Linked DNA regions of Sus scrofa: region 2 is linked to region 1. Evidence: chromatin contacts called from public Hi-C data. All regions are on one chromosome and are shown on one strand. The core of a region is the stretch at or near the end of the contact, and the rest is flanking DNA. Distances in the headings are between cores, read along the strand shown. Region 1 overlaps PTPRJ (receptor-type tyrosine-protein phosphatase eta). Region 2 has its middle 21 kb from the start of PTPRJ.

Region 1 (6,770 bases), core at 1,550-4,049:
TAAACTAACGACCGTGGCCGTGTTCCAAGAAAACCTGAAAAGCATTCAATTCGCATTTCATACCATTTTCACAGGTCCGAAAATATTATTCTTCCTGCTGATGTTTTTTTGAACCACTTAAAAATGTAAAAACCACTCCTGGCTCCCAGACTACCCCCAAACAAGCAGCAGCTGGACGTGGCCCAGGGGACCACAGTTTGCCGACCACTGTCCAAAATCACATATTTACCCCGGATGGGCCGTGGGCACAGGCCTACAGCAGGTCAGAGCATGAGCCTGTGGGCTGGGTCTCTTCTGCGTCCTGGTTCTGACAATTACTAGCTTGAGCCCTAAGCTCAAGTTTAATCTTCTCCTCTGAAAATAGGGATCACCACAGTCCCTCCTCAAAGACTTTAGATAATGAAATGAAATCATGTCTGGCACAAGGCCAATGTTCAAGAGAGGATAAGTCTATCATTATTGCCATTGTTACTTTGCTCCTGGCGAGAGTTCCATCAACTCAGTTTAAGAACACAGCATCTCTCAAGCCTGTCTGAAGGTCCAACTGGCTGATAAGACATCGGAAGGAACAAAATTTTTCTTCATGAATACAGGGTATTCGTGAAATAAAATACTTTGAAATGGTGCCGGCTGGTCAAAACACACTGGCTAGAGAACTGCCTTTTCTTTTTTTTTTTTCCCTGCAGCATATGGAAGTCCCAGGCTAGGGGTCAAATTGGAGCTGCAGCTGAGGCCTACACCACAGCCATGGCAAAGCCAGATCCAAGCCACATCTGTGACCTGCGCTGCAGCTTGCGGCAACGCTGGATCCTTAACCCACTGAGCAAGGCCAGGGATTGAACCTACCTCCTCGTGGATACTAGCTGGGTTCTTAATCCACTGAGCCACAACAGGAACTAGAACGGCTATCTTCGAGCGCCCTCTGGTACCTGGACATCTGCAGTCTGACCCTGTCCTCAGCATAAGCCAATTTATCTTTTTGCGTGTTTACCTGCTCTCCCAAACTAAATGATAAACTCCCTCTTCGGGTGATGGGAGTCACACACTTAAGAGCCACCCGTGTCCAGCCCATCGCCTTCCCTCCGTGACATGCTCACTCAGCACTGGCTGACTGATGGACTTTAACTGGATCTCGGGGCCTGGGACGGAGCTGGCCTGGCCGTTTGGGGGTAACACTGGCTCCACGTGTGTGAACCTCAGGGTTTCAAGGGCAAGCAAGTGGGATAGAGGTGGTCAGTCATAATGCAGAATAAAATCATGGGTATTATCTGTACCGAGCTGCCTCTATGTAGAGTCAAGGAAACAGAGGCCCAGAGAGGGAAAAGGGACTTGTCCACAGTTCCCGGTCTGAACTCCTTCCCTCGCCCCTGATCGCGGACTGCATTCTGCGTGCCCAGGCCCCACGAGCATCCGAGGGACACAGAGATGAAAGTCCCCTCCTCTAAAGTGGCTTAAAGACTGGCAAGGGAAACAAAGAAATGAGCAACCGATTTCTTTTTTCTTTTTTTTTTCCCCCCTCTCTTTCGATGGAGCTGTTGAATTGGGTGAGGAGGTCCACTTTTTACATTCTACCACTTTATGTCTTCTTCTGACCTTTTCAACATACACTTTTTTTTTTGAAACAATGTAACTGATACCTTCTGCAAGGGAAAGTATGAGTCATAAAAGCAGAATTCGCACTTCATGAACATTTTCCCACATATCAACAGACTTCAAATCCCCTGAATAATCTGTGCTGTCATCCCATCCCGTGACTCGTGCTGGTCGTACAACCCAGAAAGCAGGAGCCGTCCGTCTCACTCCATCCTCTGCCCAAGGAATTTCCACTCGTTCCTCTACCAGGACGACTTGGCCAAACTCTGTTCCTCAGCACAGCTTTCCTCTGCGAGACACTCAGAACCTTTTCCCTCTTCTTACTGGTCATCCTTGTCACTGTCCATTTGGCTGGAAACTCCTTGAAGCTGGGGACTCTATTTCATGCCAAGCATAGTGCCTAAACCGGCTGACCACTGGACGTTTGGATGGTAAGAAGCTTAGTAGCTGACAGATCAATGACAAGGACCAACTATATAGCACAGGGAACTCTATTCAATATCTAGTAATAACCTATAAGGGCAAAGAATCTAAAAAAAAAAAAAAAGTTATATAGGTATGTATAACTGAATCACTTTGCTGTACACCCGAAGCTAACACAACATTGTACATCAACTATATTTCAGAAAAATAAAAAGAAAGTTTTGGTAGTGGGGAGAGGGTCTAGTCGTGAAAACTAGACTTGATTTGGACAGCAGGAAAGAACAGAAGAGAGCATTCAAGCCAAGAATAGTGTGAGAAAAAAAAAATACAACAGCAAGAAAGGGCATGGGAGGGATTCCCACACTTTGCTAAGTATTGGGACCATCCAGGGACTTTAGTAAAAATACAAAGGCCCTGCCCTGTCCCACTTCAACTGGCCTGGACTTCCGTGTTTTTTATCAGCTCTCTAGGTGACTCATCTGAAAAACACTGGCTTAGGGTATTTTAAAGAGACAGTGAGAAAAGATGATGTAGCCCAGAGGGGGTCCCCTCTGGTCTGAAGTAGCCACAGCCTATGAGCTCCCAGGAAAGCTCTGAACACGACATTCCAGGGAAGGAGGGAGGGAGCTGGGAGCTGGTGAGGTTGGAGGAAAATTCAATCCAGCATCAAGTGAAGACATCCTTGAAGGGTCTTTAAACAAGAAAGGGGCCAGGTCTTCCGGAATCCAGGCCGAGTTCACTCCCTAGGTTCCAGTTGGCCAGACTATTCTTGGTGGAGAAGGTGGGTCCAAGGGAGGGTTTTTCTCGGATGCACTGCAAACTTCTGGAGGCTTCTTCCCATTCTCCCTTTAACGAATCCACCAATCCAACAAATCTTTAGAAAGTAACCAAAGTAACCCCAGAGGACTATGTAGGAAGTTGGACCAAGAGTGATTTTCCTCGCTGACCAAGAACTTGCACCATTTTCATACCGAAGTCAGGAAGGCTGAGGCTCTGTCCCCAGCACTTTGCCAGCCTTTTTCGTGCCTATTGACTGGCACCATCTGGTCACACAACACGTCACTGGTCACATTCGGGGATCCCTTGCTTTTCCTTATGTGCTTCCAGGAAACAAGATTCAACACTTAAGAGACATGATGGATGTAAACACATTCTGTAAACTGCATCATGCTGTGCTGGGTTCCAGCCAGACCTAAAGTGAATGAGTCAGGCTTTTACTGCAGCCCAAGAACGGTTGTGGAAGGCTGAGCCAGGTTGAACTCCATCACCTACGACACTGAGTGAGTCACCAAATTCTCTAGAAGTTTCCACATATTCAGGTGGGAAATGCTGCTGCCTGACCGCCCCCCACCCCCAGGGTTGTGGCTGAACTTCTATAAAGTCTTGTGTAAAGTAGATGCTTAATAAATCTCAGCTGGTTGCATCCTTGAGGTACACGCACGCTCAAAAGCAATAATACTGAGCTTTGAACAAAAGAGACACAATATACACACGCATGCATGCACACTGGCATTTTACTCCGTTGAAGATAATTATGAACCAGTAGCGATAATTACCGCATTGTACAAATAAATTGCATTACATAAAGAGTCACTCTCTTCCAAAGTTTGCCTTAACAAAGCAAAAGCTAAAATTCTCGAAGTCTCCTAAGTCTAGTCCATCTTTCTTTGCCATCTAATAAAACACTTTTTATTTCCTTTCATGGGCTGAAACTTCACTAAAAGGCAAATTGTCTGAGGGCATGCCTCTGAGACAACAGGACTCTGTGTGTGCTGAAATAATCCCCTGTTCCAGTCGACTGTTTTCTATTTTTCTGAATAGACACTGTACAGAATCAGGAATCAGAAACGGTCCTGTGATCTCCCTAATTGCTTCCACAGACAAGCCCAAAAGGGGTACATTTTTTCAAAGGCACAACTGACTCAAACCCCAAAGGCTCCACTAAGAGCCCCAAGCCTTCTCTCCCACAATGGCCCGGACCCCCCCGCCAATCCTCCCCCCGACCCCACCTCCCATCAGCCCTCCCCCTGGGGCTCGGCAAGAACGTAAATGGCAGAAAGAGCTCCCCTTCCAGACAAGACCCATCTCCGCCCAGCAAAGGGCAGCACTGAGAAGAGGAAGGCCACTTGGAAATCAAAGACAAAATGTTCTTGGGCATCGTGGTCTTGCTACCCTGAAGCTGACCCCAAGTCGAATCCAGAATCTAGCATTCGGGGAGCCACTGTGCTCCCAAGAACTTCTACACCCCTGTGTCATCCTTAACAGCTACATACAGGCTTAAGATGCCCACATCTGGAGTTCCCATCATGGCTCGGCGGGTTAAGAACCCAACTAGTATCCATGAAGATGCAGGTTCAATCCCTGGCCCCACTCAGGAGCCCATGTTGCCATGAGCTGTCGTGTGGGTCGCAGACAGCTCGGATCCCACGTTGCGGTAGCTGTGGTGTAAGCTGGCAGCTGCAGCTCGACTCAATCTGTAGCCTGGTAATTTCCATATGCTGCACGTGTGGCCCTTAAAAAAAAAAAAATGCACACGTCCATCCCAGCAGACACCAAAAACCAGCCCACCCAATCTCAGGTTTGAGGGACCATGGTGCCAATGGGTGTCTCAGTCCTCCTGGCATTTCCCTGGGGTGCCTCAAAGTCTTTGTATAAGATCTATAGGGAAAGAGCCAGGTCCTGTTAACCAAAAAGTTGGGCCAACATGTCCCAGCAGGGGCTAAAGTCTATCAGTAACAAGTTAAAGGATCCAAATTCCCAACAGGTTTGACATCAAACAACACCTACCAACTTCCATCAACGTTAAGTAAATTTAATATGTCAGAAATATCTTATTATGATACTTGGTAAGCTTGATAAAATCACTTTATAGCCATTTTTTTTTCTTTTTATGGCCACATCTGCAGCATCTGGAAGTTCCCAGGTTGGGGGTCAAATTAGAGCTGCAGCTGCCCGCCTACACCACAGCCACAGCAACAATGGATCTGAGCCACATCTGGGACCTACACCACATCCTTAACCCATTGAGCAAGGCCAGGGATGGAATCCACATCCTCACGGAGACAACGTCGGGTCCTTAACCCGCGAGCACAATGAACTCTATAATATATATATATATTTTTTGTTTTTTTTCTATTTTTGGCCGCTCCGGCATATGGAGTCCAGCTATCAATCAGCTGTCCCAGCCTACGCCAGAGCCACAGCACGCGGATCTGAGCCCGCTGCACCTACACCACAGCTCCCGCACGCCGGATCGTTAACCACTGAGCAGGCAGGACCGAACCTGCAACTCATGTTCCTATCGATCTTACCACTGCCACGACGGATTCCCATATATTTTTTAATGAAAATAATAAGAAACTTCAAGAAGGTCACTTTGGCAAAATCTTTCAGTGGCACTTATCGGGGAATCTAAGAGGGAATATTCTCCTTTTACACGTTTTAACAAATTAAATATCAGGAAAACAATTTCACTCGGTCCTTGCTATTCAAAGGAAAACTTTCCTGCTTGCGTTGTGGCTTCTGACATCCTGCCAAGTTTCAGACACTGAAATATGAATGGGATTAAAAAGGATTAAGACAGAGTAAATGCTATTAACAGCTCTTCTATTGCATGCATCTATCTTACTCAGGAGCCAATGACCCACCAGGGAAAAAGAGAGGCTGAGAGGGATCTGAGCTCATTCAACACCTGCTCACTTGGGACAGCAAGGTCAGCATTTAATGCTGGGCTCTCTCCAGCCACAGTCTGTGTCTGTCAAAGGTCTGCCCCATTCATCTTGACACATACTCAAAGAACACTACACCATGGGTCAGCAGCACCGCAGCAGCCATTAGCAATCAGTGGCTTCCCTTTTTATTATTTGAGAACAGCAAAATCTTCCGGACAAATTAAGTCAAATATTTGGGGGAAAACCCAAATAAAACCAGAGCAGATGGATAACATTATTAGTAAGCCTTAATTTTTAAAGTTCACGCTAGTATCGTTTACTTATTACGGAGCATCAATCTACTTTAAAAAGAAAGGCATCTGGGCAAACACAAAAACTGAAATCACGTGTTACATCTCATCCATTTCTGGGTATCATGTCGTTGCACAAAAATCAACAAAATTCTGATTCACAGAGCTCTAGAGCTGCATATGGTAAAAGTTTAAGAATTCATCTCAATTAGACAGCAGAGGTTTTATTGCTAAGGGCATCATAAAACCAAAGTTAAGTTGGCAGTACAAAGGAGCACATGAGTAGTCTCCAATGTTGAACACTTTTAATTTTTTCCCCAGCTTTATTGAGATATAATTGACATAGATCAGTGTGTAAGTTTAAGGTATACATCGTGGTGATTTATTACATGTACAAAATTATTACATTAAGGTAGGTTAATACATCGATTATCTCACATAGTTACTTTCCAGGAGGGGTGAAAATATTTGAGATCTGCTCTCTTAGCAACTTGCAAGTATAAGATACAGCACTGCATTAAAAGTTCTAAATAATTTTCAAATTTTTGTAATCTTTTTTTTTTTTTTTAATCTTTTTGCCTTTTCTAGGGCCACTCCCTTGGCATATGGAGCGTCCCAGGCTAGGGGTTGTATCAGAGCTGTAGCCACCGACCTACGCCAGAGCCACAGCAACAAGGGATCCCACCCACGTCTGCAACCTACACCACAGCTCACGGCAACACCGGATCGTTAACCCACTGAGCAAGGGCAGGGATTGAACCCACAACCTCATGGCTCCTAGTCGGATTCGTTA
Region 2 (6,770 bases), core at 2,295-4,794, 120 kb after region 1:
CCTAATCTTACTCAGTGGGTTTAAGATTCGGCATTGCCACAAGCTGCAGCGTAGGTCACAATGTGGCTCGGATCTTGTGTTGCTATGGCTGTGATGTAGGCCAGCAGCTGCAGCTGCAATTTAACCCCTAGCCCAGGAACTTCCATATGACCCAGGTGTGGCGATAAATAGAAAAATAGGGCGCTCTAGAGGTTAAGAATGCAGCATTGTCACTGCTGTGGCTCCAGTCACTGCTGTGACATGGGTTCAATTCCTGGCCCAAGGAGCTTCCACATGCTGCTGGCGAGGCCAAAGACATAACTTTTTTTAAAAAGAAAAAAATGGGAGTTCCCATCGTGGCGCAGTGGTTAGTGAATCCAACTAGGAACCATGAGGTTGAGGTTCGATCCCTGCCCTTGCTCAGTGGGTTAACGATCCAGCGTTGCCGTGAGCTGTGGTGTAGGTTGCAGACGCGGCTCGGATCCCGAGTTGCTGTGGTTCTGGTGTAGGCCAGTAGCTACAGCTCCAATTCGACCCCTAGCCTGGGAACCTCCATATGCCGCGGGAGCGGCCCAAGAAATAGTGAAAAGACAAAAAAAAAAGAAAAAGAAAAAAATACTACTACTATTGTATGTTTGAAAGTTGCTCAGAGAAGAGTCTTGAAAGGTCTCATCACAGGAGAAAAGAAAGATTTGTAACTAGCGTGATGATGGGTGTTTACTAGACTTAGTGTGGTGATCATTTCACAGTATGTACAAATATCAAATCATTATATTGTACATCTGGAACTAATGTTATGTGTCAATTATATCCCAATTAATAATCCTAATACCAATGGAAGGCAAAAGGAGTGTGTTTTGTGAAAGAACAAAGTGAGAGAACAGATACATGGTCTCGTACGTCCCCCTGGATCAGACAGACCCCATTCACCCCCACCCCCGCCCACCCTGCCAGCTTTTCTTTGACTGCCTTTTCTTAACCCCAGTGTTTCTCAACAAGGATGTTGTGAGGGCATTCTGAGGACACTGCGGAATTGAAGGGCCCTTGGTATGTGGTGACACCCTGGGTTTCCTTGTTCCTCATTCCCTTGGGCCATTTTTTGACCAAGAGAGTAGAGATGGAGATTGTGTGTGTGTGTGTTGGGGAGGGGGTGCTGACATGGGGGGGCAGGTGAAGGACATGTGGCCCGAACCCTCACACACACATCCTAACAGCCTGTCAAGGTCACAGGTGTCACAGACGGAGGAAGGTTGGGATCTCTGCTAAACATTCACCATCAAGCTGGGAGCCCTGGGCCTTTGGTTCCGAATGATAGAAATCTATCTCAACACATGAGGAAAAAAGAAAGGTGCGTCTGGATCATATAACTTGGAATTCCAGGGGTGGTACTAGTTTCAGGTATGAATCTAGACATTCAAACAAGACTTTTAACTTTTCTCTCTCTGTTTCCCTCTCTGCTCTGTTACTTTTCTCTCTGTATTTGATGGTTCTCTCTTCTCAGAAACCAGGCCCTCTTCAAATGATGGCTGCTGAAAACCCTCCATCAACCTTCTTCCAGCTTGCAGAGAGCTCAGGCCATCATGACTGTGTTTATGTTGGGGGCAGTGGGAAGGGCCAAGAGCCTTCCCTTTTGTCAAGGAAATCAAAAGTTTTCTCAGAAGCCCCAGTGCAGATGGCCCCTCACGCCTTATGGGCAACATCTAGGTCACATGGATACCCCTAGTGGCAAGGGAGTCTGGAAAAGTGTGGGAAAGGTTGTGATGGGCTTAGATGTAACTGTGATCCATTGCCTAGAGCTGGCCATGCGATCACCCAGAACAAAATCAGGGTTTCTTAAGCCAGGAGGAAAGGAGACCCATTGGTAGGGTGTCTACTCCAAGAAAGTATCGTGAGGCAACCTGGCTAGATCACACAAGAAGCCCAGGGAGGGAGTTCCTGCTGTGGCACAGTGGGTTAAGGATCCAGCATTGCCACAGCTATAGCGTAGGAAGTAGCTGAGGCTTGAATTTGATCCTTGGCCTGGGAACTCCTATGTGCCACTGGTGCAGCCATTAAAGAAGAAGGTGGGGGGCAGGGGGAGGAGGAGCACAGGGAGGAAAAGTTTTGCAAAAGCAGAGGAAATGCTAGCTAGACAGAAGCAACTTATGTGCACATCAGAACTGGGAAACAGGGGGGTGAAGGCCAGGAAAAGAGGTGAATCAGGACAGTTGGAAAAGGCATGGACCGCATGGAGAGGACCAGCCAGCTGTAGGTTCCTGGAACATACAGCTCTCTTCTAAGGATGTTCTGCAGCAGAGGTTCAGCAAATACAGAGGAAGCTTGGTGAGCAAGGAGCAGGATCTCACCACACAGACGGTCTGAGTTCTTCCCACGGGGTTTGTTCATCTCTGTTCTTCAAGCTCCAGCGTGACCCTAAGCCAAAGCAACACAGGTGCAGTGCCTCTGGAGCACCAAGGAGAAGCATGCCAGAAAACCTTTGGTGGTTCCTGCCACAATTCATGGTCTGGTCCCACTGTCCCCTCCACAATTCATGGTCTGGTCCCACTGTCCCCTCCAGCTTCATCTGTGGCTGTTTCTCCTCCTCCATCCTTTGGCTCCAGCTCCTCAGAGCTCCCTAAATCCAGCCTGCACTTGCGTGACTCCAGCATGTGATTCCCAATGTCCTTCCTGCCCTAGGTGTGACCTCTCTGAACCTCTGCCGTCTTTTCTATAAGTTAGGAAGCCCCTCCCCTACTAGATGTTGTGAGAATGATGAAGACGAGATAAACCATGTTAAGTGCTCTGGTGTATAGTAAGCCCTCAATACTCACTAATTGCTTTGTTGTTGTTTGGGTTTTTTTTTTTTTTTTCTCCTTTTCTTGGAAATTCCCAGGCCAGTGTTCAGATCCAAGCCTCAGTTGCAACCTATGCTGCAGCTGCAGCTGCAGAGACAAACCAGATGCCTAAACTATTGTGCAGAGCCGGGAATCGAACATGCATCCCAGTACTCCAGGGACACCACAGATCCCATTGTGCCACATCGAGAACTCTGTGCTTGCTGTTATTATTCACCAATCTCTGTTCTGAAATCTTAGCAAATGTGATTGACATGGTCTCGTGCTTATGCATTCCCTCCTTGCTGTATTCCTGAGTGAGCATGTCAGGAGGGTGAGCCTCTTGATGTGTGCGGCTGCCTTTTGCATCTTTTTCTCTGCTTCGGCCTGGCCAGCACACAGCTTGTTCTTGAAGAGTTCACCTGAGATGAAAGACAGACAGCCGTACAGGGGACAGACGTGTCCATCCAGGACACGGTGGAAATGCAGAGCTACAGCGGGCAGAATGTCCACCTCCAGGGTTGTCCCCTCCTGCTGGCGGTGGGGCCACACCAGGAAATGGAGCCCACTCACAGTTCCACAACAGGGCTCTTAGGAAAGTCAGGCGAATTCGTCCACCAAAGATGTGTGGTTAAGGCTCGCCGCCAGGCATCTCCCCCAAAAGGCAGGAACCTGCCAATGAGAGGAGGTGAGGCCTGAGTGCCACTGCCTCCCTTCACGGCCCATCAGCAGTGACTCAGCAGGAAGCCAGCCAAGGCCTGAGTCACTCCCTCCCCTACCACCACACCCAGGGTTTTCCTCCAGGGCTTGGAAGGCTGCTTATAGCTGGAGGTGTAAATCCTCCATACCTGGGTCTCCCCAGGCCTATGAAATCATGCTTTAACCTAGCTTAGTATTTACAAGCACATGTTCTGGAGTTAGGCTGCTTAGGTAGAAGCCTGGTTCTGCCTCTTATTTAACCCGCAGCAGGTTTCTTACATTCTCTAGCCACAGTTTGACCATCTGTACATGGGCAATACAGTACCTCTCTCAGAGAAGTGACTTAGAACGGTACCCGGTGAGTTGACAGGGCTCCTCTAACACCCAGGGCCTTTGCTCATGCTACCTTTTTTTTTTTTTTTTTTTTTTGCTTTGCTTTGCTTTGCTTTTTAGGCCGCAGGAGCAGCATACGGAAGTTTCCAAGCTAGAGGTCAAATCAGAGCTACAGCTGCTAGCCTACACCACTGCCACAGCAATGCAGGATCTGAGCCGAGTCCATGACCTACACTACAGCTCACGGCAACACCAGATCTTCAACCACTGAGCGAGGATATTAGTCAGATTCATTTCCAATACGTCATAGCGGGAACTCCTGTACACGCTAATTTCTTTGCCTAGAATGTCTTCGCCCCAGATGGATGTGCAGCTCCCCCTACTTAATTCGGGTCTTTACTAAATGTTCATTTTCTCAGTGAAGCCTTTGATGGTCACCCTTTCTAACACCTCCTGTTCTGATACTTCTTTTTTTTTTTTTTCTGTCTTTTTCCCTTTTCTGGGGCCGCTCCCACGGCATATGGAGGTTCCCAGGCTAGGGGTCGAATTGGAGCTGTAGCTGCTGGCCTACACCAGAGCCACAGCAACGCGGGATCCAAGCCGAGTCTGCAACCTACACCACAGCTCATAGCAATGCCAGATCCTTAACCCACTGTGCGAGGCAGGGATTGAACCTGCAACCTCATGGTTCCTAGTCGGATTCATTAACCACTGAGCCCACAATGGGAACTCCCTGTTCTGATACTTCTTACCTTCTTCCCACTTTTTCTCCTTAGTTCTCATCACCATCTATTGCACCATGCATTTCCATCATGTATCTTCTCTATTGTCTCCCCCTCTCCAGCCAAACCAGAATTCAAGTTCCATGTTTGTCTGTTTACTTTCTTTAATTAAAAAAAAAGTTTTTTTCTTTTTTTGCATCTCCCCCCCCATGGCACATGGAGTTCCGGACCAGGGAACAGAATCAGAGCCACAGTTGCAACCTACACCACAGGTGTGGAAATGCTGTATCCTTAACCCCCTGTGCCAGCCCGGGATTGAAGCTGTATCCCAGCACTGCAGAGACAGGGCCAATCCCATTTCACCACAGCAAGAACTCCTGTCTGTTTTCTTCGCTATTGTATTCCCAAGACCCAGGAAAGTGCTGACACATAGCAGCTCTCAATAAACATGTAGAATGAATGGAAATGAATGTCAGCTTATTCACCATTATTTATCACCAATTATTATGGTCATCAATAAGATCACCTGTAAAGATCACCCCTATTATTCCCATTACAGTGAGAATCAGAGAAAAGTTCAGTTAAAAACCATAACAGATTCTGCAAATCTGCCTTTGGTTCATTTATCCTTGAATAAATAGACTCTCAAATCATGGAGACAGGCACTGTTAGGGTGGAAAACTCTGTTAGCCAGAGGGCTGGGCAGATGGCCGGTAATGTAAATACATAAACCCTGTGGGGCCAATAAGGAGGGGTGAGAACCCAGGAAGTTGGGAGGCAATCCCCAACTAAAGGCATTTAAATTCAAATTGAAAAATAATCTCTGCTAACTGAACACATCTCTAAGCTGCCTTTCCTGGTTCCGGACTCTAATTGTAAATTATCTTATCACCCACTTGATCTTCCGGATTTTAAAATATCCAAATATTGACAGGACCCACTGCCCTGACAGGAAGACTCCAGGTGGGCTTCACAGGTCTAATGACGTGTTCCAATCTCAGCTACCCGATTGTGGGCTGCTTTGTTGCCCTTGCAACTCTGCCAGTGTTCAGCCAGGGACAGCTCACCGGTAAATTCCCAAAGCCCAGCAGAGCTGGAGTGAATTAATGCATGACCGGACAGCTCAGACCAGTTGGCTCAAGGGCCCCCATTACCTTCCTAGTCTGCATTATTCCATCTTCAAAAACCTCCCAAGAAGGCACGTCGGTCCAGTTGGAATCTCTCTCCAACAAGACTATTTCTCCCCCACTCATCAAGGGTAAAGGGCGTTGAAAAGACAGATTCACATCATTAAAAAGAACTCAATGCTCGCCACTCCATCTGTGTAGAGATTGGGGTGACCCCACCTCCTCCCCAAGGACACTGGGCGGGGACTTGCCTCATGTTTGTATAAAGGCCCATCCTGGTGAGTTTCCCAAACAAAGAAAGAAGGCTCCAAAAGTACGAGCCTTTACTCCAGAAACGGAAATTGCCAGAGCCCTCCCTCCCTCCCTCCCCACCTCCCCTCATCCTGAGCCCTGGCATTTTCTCATGAAAATAAAAGAAGGATTTAAGCACACACCCCCCCCCCCATACGCAAACACACAATATAAGATGGGGAAATGAGAGTTCCCTTGTGGTGCAGTGGTTTAAGGATGCAGCCTTGTCTCTGCAGCAGCTTGGGTGGCTGCTATGGCGCAAGTTCCATCCCTAGCCCAGGAACTTCTGCATGCCGCTGGCACGGTCAAAAAAAAGGGAGAAATGGAGCTTAGACAGACTGGCTATGTGACCTAGCGGTCTGAGCCTATGACGTCTCATCTATGAACTGGCAAGAAAAGTCAAGTGATCTGGTTGGGTGCTGGGAATGTGACGCATGAGCCCGCCTCGTCCTGACTTAATCCCTCCCCCAAGCTTTAGCCCACACTCTGACCAGACGTTGGTGTCTCTCTCTCTCCCTCTCTCACTCTCACTCTCAAACACGCACACACACCAGCTCCCCAGCCCCACCCCAGAGATGTAGACTCATTAAATGTCAGCTATTGCCACTATTATTTTTATTCAGATTCACCCCATGAATGGGCACGCAGAATCAAGACAACCAGCCCATAGGCAGCTGGCAGTGCCCACCACCACCCTGCCCCTCAAAGCAAAGCACTGTGAAGGTCAAATCCAGTATAACAAGTGCCAGTCTATGCAGCAGCGGAAGAGGGAGCCACCACTACCTCAGCTGTCCTCAGCCTCAGCC

What was found. A called contact is a pair of places that touch in the nucleus more often than the background predicts.
Region 2: a contact with region 1 is called in a Hi-C map of embryonic fibroblasts, with 1.8 times the contacts expected there. The contact joins two enhancer-like sites. A contact is called at or near these places in 3 of 47 Hi-C or Micro-C datasets (adipose tissue, embryonic fibroblasts and omental adipose tissue) and 1 of 2 datasets of contacts at active chromatin or transcription factors (alveolar macrophages).

The regions. Positions count from the first base shown.
Region 1 is chr2:14,619,377-14,626,146 of Sscrofa11.1, forward strand. The region is part of intron 1 of PTPRJ (receptor-type tyrosine-protein phosphatase eta); the gene reads right to left. Among named protein-coding and RNA genes, the nearest start is that of TRNAE-UUC, 54 kb to the right of the region's middle. Within about 2 kb of position 2,800, at least 20 of the 83 cell types and tissues checked have an H3K27ac peak or open chromatin away from gene starts, as enhancers often do. A contact at or near this core is called in embryonic fibroblasts, where this site is marked.
Region 2 is chr2:14,742,932-14,749,701 of Sscrofa11.1, forward strand. No RefSeq gene overlaps it. Among named protein-coding and RNA genes, the nearest start is that of PTPRJ, 21 kb to the left of the region's middle. Within about 2 kb of position 3,545, at least 24 of the 83 cell types and tissues checked have an H3K27ac peak or open chromatin away from gene starts, as enhancers often do. A contact at or near this core is called in embryonic fibroblasts, where this site is marked.